Regions from separate parts of the Mus musculus genome. Here all the other regions are linked to region 2. A link is a contact called in public HiChIP or PLAC-seq data. All regions are on one chromosome and are shown on one strand. Each heading gives the region's core, a stretch centred on a gene start, on an enhancer-like site or on the middle of the called end of the contact. The rest is flanking DNA. Distances are from core to core; before and after follow the strand shown. Region 1 overlaps Ldah (lipid droplet associated hydrolase). Region 2 overlaps Gm33037 (a long non-coding RNA gene). Region 3 has its middle 59 kb from the start of Apob.

Region 1 (3,401 bases), core at 803-3,302, 150 kb after region 2:
CAAGACCCCTTTGAGCTGTATTTTACCTTATTTTCCATATTTATGTGGCTGTACAGCTATTTTCATCATCATGAAACTGATCAAATTGTCTTTTCCTCTAAGATTATACAGACAGCCCTGCCCTTTTGCATGCTTTTTTTTGCTGATAATCTTTTGAGCTGGAAGCCCTGTGTTCTCTTTGCTTTCGAGTTGGGTGGTTCCTTAAGTTCCATTCATGGGATCAGTAAGGCTGTTGTTGCCCTCCTGGTCTTCAGGGATGTTTCTACATAAAACAGATTGTTCTGCAGCTGAGTCTGTCTGTGTCCTCTGCCTCCTTGCAGTTAGCTCAGTGTATTTCCCTGTTCATAGAATGCCTTCACATCTAGGCCTCGTCCTTGCTCGCTATTTTCTTATCCAAGGTACTTTTTTCAGTTTCTTCGTTTGCCTTCATAGTGTTATCTTATTGAGAGAAGAAAGAAACCTCATTAAACTGATCTTTAAAATTAGCTTTGTTCTGACAGATCCTCAGAAACACTTATGCTATATGCTCCTGGCATTAGTTCACACGTCCTTTTATTCTTGTGGTATATTGGGGTGGGCGGGGTCAGTACATGCTGCTAACGTGGAGGTTGGAAGACAACATGGAAGAATCAGTTCTTTCCTTTCACCACATGGGTCCCAGGACTCAAACGCAAGGTTTAAGTCAAACACTATCTTTTAAAACATGATAGTTTTATTAGTTCTTTGAGAATTTTATATAATGTGTTTTGATCATATTCTCCTCCCAGATCTCTCTCACCTCCCCATCCACTCCTAACTTCTTTCCCTCCCTTAATATCTAAGTCCAGTTTGTGCTGACCAGCGTGTGCTAGGTATTGGTCAACATTTCTCATTACTCTGTGTCAGGTTAGATCCCTTTCCTAGAGCTCACACTGCACTCTTGATATTCTCTCACTGTTGGTGAAGTGCTTCGGTTATTTCCTGAGACGTGCAGAGGAGCAATCTTGCAAATAGTGCAGCCTATCCAAGAGTTGTGTAAGGTTGGGGGTGTGGCATGGTGGTCTGAGTGTGTGTAACGTATGGAAGGAGAAAAAGACACTGTCTTGGACTCAGCATCTCTCTTTTTTTAAGATTTATTTATTATTATATGTAAGTTCACTATAGCTGTCTTCAGACACACCAGAAGAGGGCATCAGATTTCAAATTATGGATGGTTGTGAGCCACCATTCGGTTGCTGAGATTTGAACTCGGGACCTTTGGAAGAGCAGTCAGTGATCATAACTGCTGAGCCATCTCTCCAGCCCAAGATTCTTTTTGAAACTCGGTCTCATAGCATGTGATAAAATAAAAAATAGATGTACTCTACCAGCAGGGAGAGCTTGAAGTTATCAGCATATTGGGTGCTGCTCCATGTAGCAGAGGTTTGATGAAGATGGGGTACAGAAAATAATAGACTCACGATCATGGACTGGAAGCACAGTATCTTCCTGAAACTGGGAGGAGGGAAATTTGGCAACTGAAATGGACAAAATATGAAAGGATTTAAGAGGAAACTGAAATCATCCCTGCCCACCACATGGCTGTCTCCCATTAAGGGTTGAAGTTTCTTTCTGAGAGTGACTCTAGTGGAGAGTGGGGACAGTAGAATAGCCTATATACTGAATGAAAGGAATTAAATTAAAAAAATAAAAGTATATAAATTTTTCATCAGCTTCACAATGAAATGGCAGACATATTGGGAGTACAGCGTGAAAGGGCCCAAGATTCATGGGGAGTCCTCAGAGTTAGGGGTGCTTAGGCTGTTAGCCACTTCCAGCTAATGAAAGGACCTACGCTTCTAGTTCTTACAAGTAGTGCCTGCATGGGAATCAGCGCCTGAGGACACAGGTCCCTTTGCCCTGCCATTGACTTCTGATGCAGAAACGCTGGGGGTGTCACAGTCATGCGTAAAAGAGGAATTTGCTGCTTAAACTTAATGCAAATAAGTCCTTTTGGATTTGATAACTGTGATGAATTATGGGGCAGAGGTAGTGACTCAGCCCAGCTGGATTTCGCAATCACTTAACATGGGCATGACAAGAGGAGTGTCACTTAGGTATCCCGCTTCTCAGGGCATACATGAGTGGCTGAGAAGGGTTAGGATGGCATTGGCAAGTAAGTCCTAAGGTCTGTGAAGTAGCTGAGTGAGGTGCTGCCCACTGAATGCCCCACCTAGGGACTCGCTTCACTTACTGTCTCTTCTGTGTAGTCTGCAAAGACCAAAACAATCGCCTCTGCCACTGAGGTGTGTGAGGTGTTACAGAGTAGTGAGAGCTCTACTGAAAAGGTTCAAGGGGCAGAGAGCCCACAGGGAAGCTATGCTTCCTGTGTGCCGAGGAAGTAGAGGAAGCTGTTGCCAGGTGCACTGCAGATGGAGGGAAGTGGGACACATTCCTGGTCCCATGGTCTCTTTCCTCTGTGGCCTCAGTCATTTCTGTGAGATTCCAGAGACGCCTAGGCTTGTTGTGCTCCTTAGTTGGTGGCATTCCATTACCCTGTCTTTGGGAGCTCATCTACATGAACTGTCATGAAAGTTGGGGTGCGTGTTTACAGGGGAAGGCATCTGGAGTTCTGTGGCCTCTCCAGGTGTGCTATCTTCAGCAGCCTCCTTGTGTTGCACTGTGTGTTGCTCTCTAAACGCTGTCCATCCGTGGTTGTATAGAACCTTCATTTTCAGAAGGTTGCTAAGAACAAGGGTAAAGAGGTCAGACCTGCCCAGTCCTCCGAGATAGGCGCAGTGAAATATGAAGATGGTGGTAAGTGGACCCCAGCACCACACCAGCTGAGAGGAGAGAACCTTCCCTACACAGAGGTAGATAAATTTGGTGGAGAAATGGTCAGCGTGGTGGCACATGACTATGATCCCAGCACTTGACAGGCTGAGCCAAGAGGATTGCTTGGAGTTCGAGGACAGCCCTGGATTCATGGTAAATACCAGGCCAGGATGTTCTAGAGTGTGAGAAACCCTGACTTAAAGGTGAAAGAGAGGGTAAATACAAAGCCAAGTAGACATTAATGGAAAGAGACTAGTGTCACTATGTGTAAAGACTGTATATCGAGGGTAGGCATTCTGATTCAGTGTTTCATGGTCAGTATGTTTAAAATTGTACCTATATTATTACTAAATACACTCCTGACAAACTGTAAGTTCCAATTTTACTCCAAGATGAGTATGTGACTCATTCAGCTTATAAACATGATAAGTAAAATCTATTTGTAATGTTAAATGAATCCTGTCATCTACAGTCACCTCTGTTTAGTCATAATGTACATAATGTACTTTTTAAAACATCTTAATGGATCCAATTTGCTAGCCTTTAGATTCGAATTTTTCATGTGTATTCATTGGAATACTGACTTGTAGTTCTGTTTTTCTAGAAGT
Region 2 (3,333 bases), core at 654-3,153:
CAGCAAGTCAGGGAGCAAGTGAGCATGTTTGTCAGAGATCGGACCTCTCTCTCTCTCTCAATATCTGCACTTTGGGTCCCTGTGAGAGCCTTGGGTACAGAGAATGGTGGCAGACTTCACTCAGCCGCTTGGGATGATTGAGATAGCATCAGCTGCCCTTTGACCCTTTAGAACTCACTGATAGATGTCAGTGGGGCTCATGTGAGGAATGAATCTGAACCAAGAGTCTGAGACACCTTGTGGTTCTAGCAAAAGTGAGCTAAGACACAGTCTTTTGTTTTGAATTCAGAGTGATTGGACTAACAGGGCTCATACACAAAAGGCTGCTGGTGAAGACCTCTCTATTCCTGCCCCTAGTGCTTTATGGTTTGACACCAATGGGATGCTTTTAGAGGCCAAGGAGAGAAAGAAGTTGAAGGGTACATCTGAGTCCCTTGAGTGGTCAGGTGGCATCGCTTTGGCACTTGATGCTTGCTCTGTCCTAATTAATTATAGACTCTCCAACTAGAATGCCTGAAACCCCACACGTCATAGAATACCAGGTATCTCAGACCTCCAAGGAGGGTGACCTTTGCTAGCGTGTGGATGCCAGTGGCTCTTGGAAGCCCATAAGCTATTTTCAAGGTTTTTCTGTTGTTAAGGCCAGGAAATCATCATGTGCCCCCTTTGACTGGCCAACATGTTAAGTCCCGGGAACAAACCAAATCCCAATTGTGAATTTCTAGGTCACAAGAGGCCATGGATTAATCAGACTATTTACAAAACCCTGTCAACACACGCCAGAGGGAACAAGACAGTTGATGCCAGTGACATTTTGTGGATTTCTTGTAGCATGTTTTGACCATCCTTTTCTTATTAAACATTCAAATCCTTGTCATGTCCTCTAACACGGGGTTTTGCTGTCTGCTCACCCGCTGAGGACCAGTAATCTAAGACACATGCCTGGAGCCACACAGAGCTGAAAGCCCCCAGGGTCCAATTCCACCACAGCATGCACACTGCACAGACACACAGCAGACCTTTCCTGCGCCAATGCTTCCAAGCGTGTACTGTGAGATGCTCCCCTGAGAATCGGTCCCTCGGCTCCAGCTTTCCCTGCAGAACTATCTTCCCGTGGCTTTCACACAGAGGGCCTGCTTATCAGAAGGACTTTACGACATTACCACGGCAGGTGCCATCCTAATAATCAGGGTTTAGAGTCAAAACAAAGATAATCAGGGTTTATAGTCAAAACTGTAATAATTAGTTTTCATTGTCAACTTGTCTAGATTTGAAGTCACCCAGGAGACTGATAACATATGGCCCTAGATTTGTCTATGAGATTGCTTCCAGGGAAGACCTTCCCTGAGTGTGGACAATACCATCTCAGAGGCTAGAGTCCAGAAGAAATAAAAGAAGAAAGGAGAAAGGCAGGCAAGGAAAAGCATTTCCATCTCTCTTATTTCTGGTTAGTCATGCAGCAGGTATCTTCTTTCCACTATACACTCCCATGACTATAGCATCCTGCTCAGGTACAGGAGACCAAGCAAGAATAGATGGATGGATAGATGAATGGAGGGAAATGTTTGAAACCATGAGCCAAAACAAATCCTGTCTCCCTCCCCTAAGCTGTTTCTGTTAAGTGTAAAGAGCATAGAAGCTAACACATACCCCTTCCCATAGAGGAAAGAGGCTCACAGTGATTTATTGCACAGTGTTGGGCCCCGGCCTCAACTCTAATTCCCATGTTCACCAACTAGATTTTGTTCACCTTGTCTCTCTGGATGCTATACAATCCGTTCTGTAAAGGTGTAACCTTAATTGTAAAAGTCATATTCCAGCAACACCCTTCTTGCCCTGTGCTGAGCCTCCGGATTGCAAGACGCAGTGGCAGTGCTGGAGCTGTCTGGGATCGCTTCCAATGAATACGTGCTCAGGAATGTTGTAAGGTCTGAGTTAAGGAGTTGGCATTTCATAATTGCCTGTGGGTGAAAGTATTTATGCCAAGGAAATGGGCAAACAGGGATCAAAAATAAAGGCTTCCTCTCTCCCCTCCACCAGGGAGACGGTTTATTTGCTTTCCAGAAAGGGTCACAGTGACCATAAAGAGAGAGAAGTCCTCTCAGGACCCTTAGTCACATAAGACAGAAGTCAACACTGATAGATCTAAGTAGAGATGGGCTGTTAGGAAAAGTAGGACTTGGATAGTCTACAGAACCCACAGGAAATATGTAGAGCTGAAACAGGCTTGAACCCAGAGCAGCAAGGCAGAAGACACCATAAAATTCTCAGTTTCCTCTACCACTGCACACTTGGCCCTAGGCACGGCCAACCCTCTTTAACAGAGAAAATCCTAAAACATTCTTTCGCCTTGACCTCCCTTGATCCAGTTCTGAAGAGATGTCTTTGATTGACAGGCTTTAAGCAGGTCTATCCAGTAGTCAGTGTCACATAAAGCAATTCCTTCGTGGTTCCTGCTTCTACCGCAGAAGGCTGAGACTGGTCCTGATTGTCCTGAACTGACAGTGTGCTAACAGCTTCACTGCAGGAAAAACTCCACTCAAACCTGCTGGCTACAGAGCTGATGGGCCCCAGGGCAATTAAAAAAAGCCTCTCTCAAATATTTTTCCCATATGGACAAAAGTTTTCTCTGCAGTTTACCCAAATACCAATAACTTCGCAGATAAAATATTTTAAATGCATAGATCCCTCTCAGAACCAGTCCTTACCATCCTGACCTCCTTGGCCCCAGTGGTATCACAATAACACACACACACAGAGACAGAGACAGAGACAGAGACAGACAGACAGACAGACAGACAAACAGACAGACACATATACACACACACATATGCAGAGACAGAGTCAAACAGACACACACACACACACAGACAGACAGAGACAGACAGACAGACACACACACACACACACACACACACACACACACACACACACACATCCACACCCGTCAATGTGCAATGTGGAGCTAACATTTCCCTCCTACCCTCTCAATTTGGTTCAACTGACAAAGCAGAAGTAACTCTTAATCACATGCATTAGTGTAAGATTTAAGCATGGATAATACAGAACAGCAGGTAACCCGAAAAACCTTTCCATGTGGCTCCAGGATATAACATATGAGTCATTAATTATACAGAAGAATTAGAATTGCCTATGTAAATTGTGACCACAAGACGGATAGTTGCAAGGCTGCAAGTCCAATTCTGTGCTAACTTTCAGCTATATAAATTATAACATCAGCAGTATCCAAGGAGCTTTCTAGTACACAGCCAGTGCAACTGTGTATTGGGGCTGCTAGGGACGATTAGGAAAGGGAGATGGAATGAGGAAACA
Region 3 (3,232 bases), core at 557-3,056, 150 kb before region 2:
TCTCATACTATGTGGCAAACACTTTATGTAGTGATCTAACTCCCCAGCCCTGGGAATGGATTTTGAAAACATCATTCCAAAATAACCTTTCTGTTATCCATTACCTCCTCTTTTACCGAATAACTGATATGGTCTGGACCAGTGTTCAAACATGGCTGAAAACTCTGGAGGTCAGTCCTAATTCAGCAAACTCCTCTCACTCGAACAGATTGCAGGGAAGTTCATACATGTGAAAGATGTCTTTGGAGTGACCCCAATCCACACCGACAGGACCTATTCTTGCAATACCTGATTCTTACCACCTCTTAAACCCTCCTCCTCCAGAATAATGGTCACATGATCACTTCCTTAAGGAAAAGATTAATAAGAAAAGTCATTTCCAACATCTACCCTCACTCTGTCATAAGGCAAGCTGGTCAGATTGGCCTGGGTAATGAATCAAGGAGTATAACCAACCTGGGCAGGGTTAGATGTCTGTGATTTTAGGATCATGAGCTCTCCCTGCAGTATCTGAACCCATTCTCCACTTGTAAAAGCACTAACAGACCAGGTCAGCTTTTTAAGAAATGAATATCCTTCAGGGCTTTTGAGTGTAAAGGGAGGGCTCATATCAAAAGAAACACAAAGGTTCACGGTTTTTGCTCATGGATGTTCAAGACATCATCAAGTAAATGGAAAGGAGAAGTCAGGGACAAATGAAGTAAAATATCATATCATGTAAACCAAAGAAAGTATCAAAAGTCCTTATGGGCTAGGTGTAGTGACACAGGCCTTTAATCCTATCATGAAGATGGGAGGCTGGATTTTGAGTCCAAAACCACCCTAGTCTACATAATGTGTTTTATGTCAAGCAGACATAAAATGTGTGTGTGTGTGTGTATAATGTGTATACATACACACATATGTATCTCATGAAATTAAAGAATTTAAGTGGCTAGAAAGAAATGGTGTTGAATTGCCTGAGACAAGCAGAAACTTATTTTGGAGACAAGAAAGAACTGACTTGTAAAAGAAAACAGTGGAAAATGTCAGATCAGGAAACTGCTCTGTGTTACATAGGTTTGAAACAGCAACACCCTGTAGTTGACAGTAACTTAAGGATTTTCTAAAGCACTAGAAGAAAGGCATTGGAAGGTTCCCAGTGATGTGTCAGAAACAGATGGAAATGTGTTTTTCTGGTTAGATCACTGTAGATTATATTAGACATTCACTGACTAGTCATACTACACTTCCATGACTATAATTAAAAACGACAAAACTGAAGCACTAAGCTATGTCTAAGGAGCCTCTTTTCCAGCCCTCCTTCCATTTATCTAGGATACAGATGAATGCTGAGAGGCTAGGTAGAGAGCTAAGTTGCTTGGAACATGTCTAAAATGAGTTCAATTTATTTGGAAAGCTTCCATCACCGTCAGACAAGCTGTGTTGACTGTGCTCTCTCTGGATTTCTTCGATGTCTAAAGGCAAGTTGTGTTGACAATACACTGACTTTGTTCTATCTAATGGCAGTCCTGGTTCTCCCTGGCTGGCGACATTAGAAGGACTGAGAGCACTCTGCATGTGTCCTTCCATAATCCTTCAACTTCTACATTCAAGTCTCTGATTTCAGGCTCTCACTAGACAGTGAACTTCCTTCCAAGGAAGTGAAACTTGCTGCCATTCATGTGACTTCTGCTTATCAACAGTGTCTTATCAAAGTTTATAGGAATGGGCAGAAATATTTTCCCATCTGGGTGGATGGTGTTTCATTTTCAGGTGCTCCCTGGGTCAATTGGCTCCTTCCCAGACAAAGCAACACAAAGATTAACCCCATTCCTGGACTTTGATTCAAGACCTTGTGGTTAAAAAAAAAATGCCTTCTATTACTAAGTCGCACTAATGCGGAGACTAGTCTCCAAACCAGATGCCTTACATAGAATTCATCAAGAAAGTGGAGATGCCATCATTGTACTGACTTCCAGTAAGATACTTTTCAAATGCTATTGTCATATGGACTTCATACAGTCATCATATCCCTTCAAACAGGCACAAGGATGAGAGCAAACTATTACTCCAGTCATGTTTGTGTTAGATGCTAAAGAAACAAATGTTTCAGGGATACCCACAGGGGCCTGAATAGGTCATGTCCCTTCCCTGTTCCCTATCTTTATGGGAGGAGTTGGGCTGGAGAGACACGGCAATACAGTCATGGAAGATTATGATTAATATATCAAGCATGTACCTGGATCATTATATGAAATCCACAGACTCCCCGGGGTCTGTTCTGATTTTGTGTTTGCTTTAACTCATTCTTTCTCTTTAAAAAAAAAAAAAGCTTTGCCAATTGTAGCATAATAAATGCTCTAGACAAAAGGCTCATTTTCAACAATTCCTTGAGTTATAATCTTTCCATTTACACTCAGGAAGCACTGTAAAGGGCACTGTTCCTTTGTTCTGGTCTGTCTGTGTCCCTGTTGACACTATCTCAGTTTGAAAAGAGACTGATAAATAAAAGCCAAGGGTAACTCCAGGGCAATAGCAGACATTATCACCAATGCTATAAGTTCTTGGGCAGCTCTTAGTCCCGTCACCCAAGGTTCTGAGGTGAGAGAAATTTAGATTAAAAAAATGTTCTGGTTTAGTTTCAGAGAGCACAGACACTGGTGGACTTCAGACTGAAGAAATCTGTATTTGCTGAAACCTTTGGCCAGAGTTATAAATCTGTGTGCAGCGTGGCAGTGATGTCTCTGACTCTGAACACAGGACAAAGAGCATTTTGCTTAGTCACACAGAGCAAATTAATGGAAGCAGCAGAAACCAGTACCCAAGCTGTTTGCCTCTGTCCCATAGGTATGTCTGTCTTCAGTTTTGGCCCCTCAAGTAGAGATTACTGGAGTGTTCAGACTCCAAAACTTAGGTTTTAAATGACCCAATTAGAATCCAAAATCTTTCCAAAGCCCATCATTTAAAATGATGGTGACCTTGACAAGTTTGACTCCTACAATCCTTCCTCCCTTTCTGCAGGATTCATTGTATTCACTAATGCTTGACTATGGGTCTCTGCATCTGCTTCAATCAGCTACTGGATAGAGCCTCTCTAACGATCATTATACCAGACTTCTGTCTACAGAATAGTAGAATAACATTAGGAAGAAATTTTTTTGGCCAAGTATGTTTGAGAAAACCCACAGAAATCAACAAACCTGACCTTTTCTGGGAAAAAAAAAAAAAAAGAGGAATGCATGGGGAGTGG

Evidence for each region. HiChIP or PLAC-seq counts read pairs in DNA pulled down with a chosen protein or histone mark.
Region 1: a contact with region 2 is called in an HNF4G HiChIP or PLAC-seq map of pancreatic cancer cells. The contact joins two enhancer-like sites. A contact is called at or near these places in 1 of 15 datasets of contacts at CTCF or cohesin (the NIH/3T3 cell line), 59 of 484 Hi-C or Micro-C datasets (3T3-L1-derived adipocytes, the BV-2 cell line, the C2C12 cell line and 40 more), 7 of 115 datasets of contacts at active chromatin or transcription factors (embryonic stem cells, heart atrium, hepatocytes and 2 more) and 3 of 9 other capture datasets (adipose tissue, embryonic stem cells and pancreatic islet).
Region 3: a contact with region 2 is called in an HNF4G HiChIP or PLAC-seq map of pancreatic cancer cells. The contact joins two enhancer-like sites. A contact is called at or near these places in 1 of 15 datasets of contacts at CTCF or cohesin (the NIH/3T3 cell line), 1 of 484 Hi-C or Micro-C datasets (pancreatic cancer cells) and 1 of 115 datasets of contacts at active chromatin or transcription factors (pancreatic cancer cells).

Annotation. Positions count from the first base shown.
Region 1 is chr12:8,221,194-8,224,594 of GRCm38.p6, forward strand. All of the region lies in intron 2 of Ldah (lipid droplet associated hydrolase), which reads left to right. Among named protein-coding and RNA genes, the nearest start is that of Gm33037, 15 kb to the left of the region's middle. Within about 2 kb of position 2,053, at least 19 of the 459 cell types and tissues checked have an H3K27ac peak or open chromatin away from gene starts, as enhancers often do. A contact at or near this core is called in pancreatic cancer cells, where this site is marked.
Region 2 is chr12:8,069,063-8,072,395 of GRCm38.p6, forward strand. The region is part of intron 2 of Gm33037 (a long non-coding RNA gene); the gene reads right to left. Among named protein-coding and RNA genes, the nearest start is that of Apob, 93 kb to the left of the region's middle. Within about 2 kb of position 1,904, at least 36 of the 459 cell types and tissues checked have an H3K27ac peak or open chromatin away from gene starts, as enhancers often do. A contact at or near this core is called in the NIH/3T3 cell line and pancreatic cancer cells, where this site is marked.
Region 3 is chr12:7,917,410-7,920,641 of GRCm38.p6, forward strand. No RefSeq gene overlaps it. Among named protein-coding and RNA genes, the nearest start is that of Apob, 59 kb to the right of the region's middle. RefSeq lists an enhancer at 2,312-3,003. Within about 2 kb of position 1,807, at least 33 of the 459 cell types and tissues checked have an H3K27ac peak or open chromatin away from gene starts, as enhancers often do. A contact at or near this core is called in the NIH/3T3 cell line and pancreatic cancer cells, where this site is marked.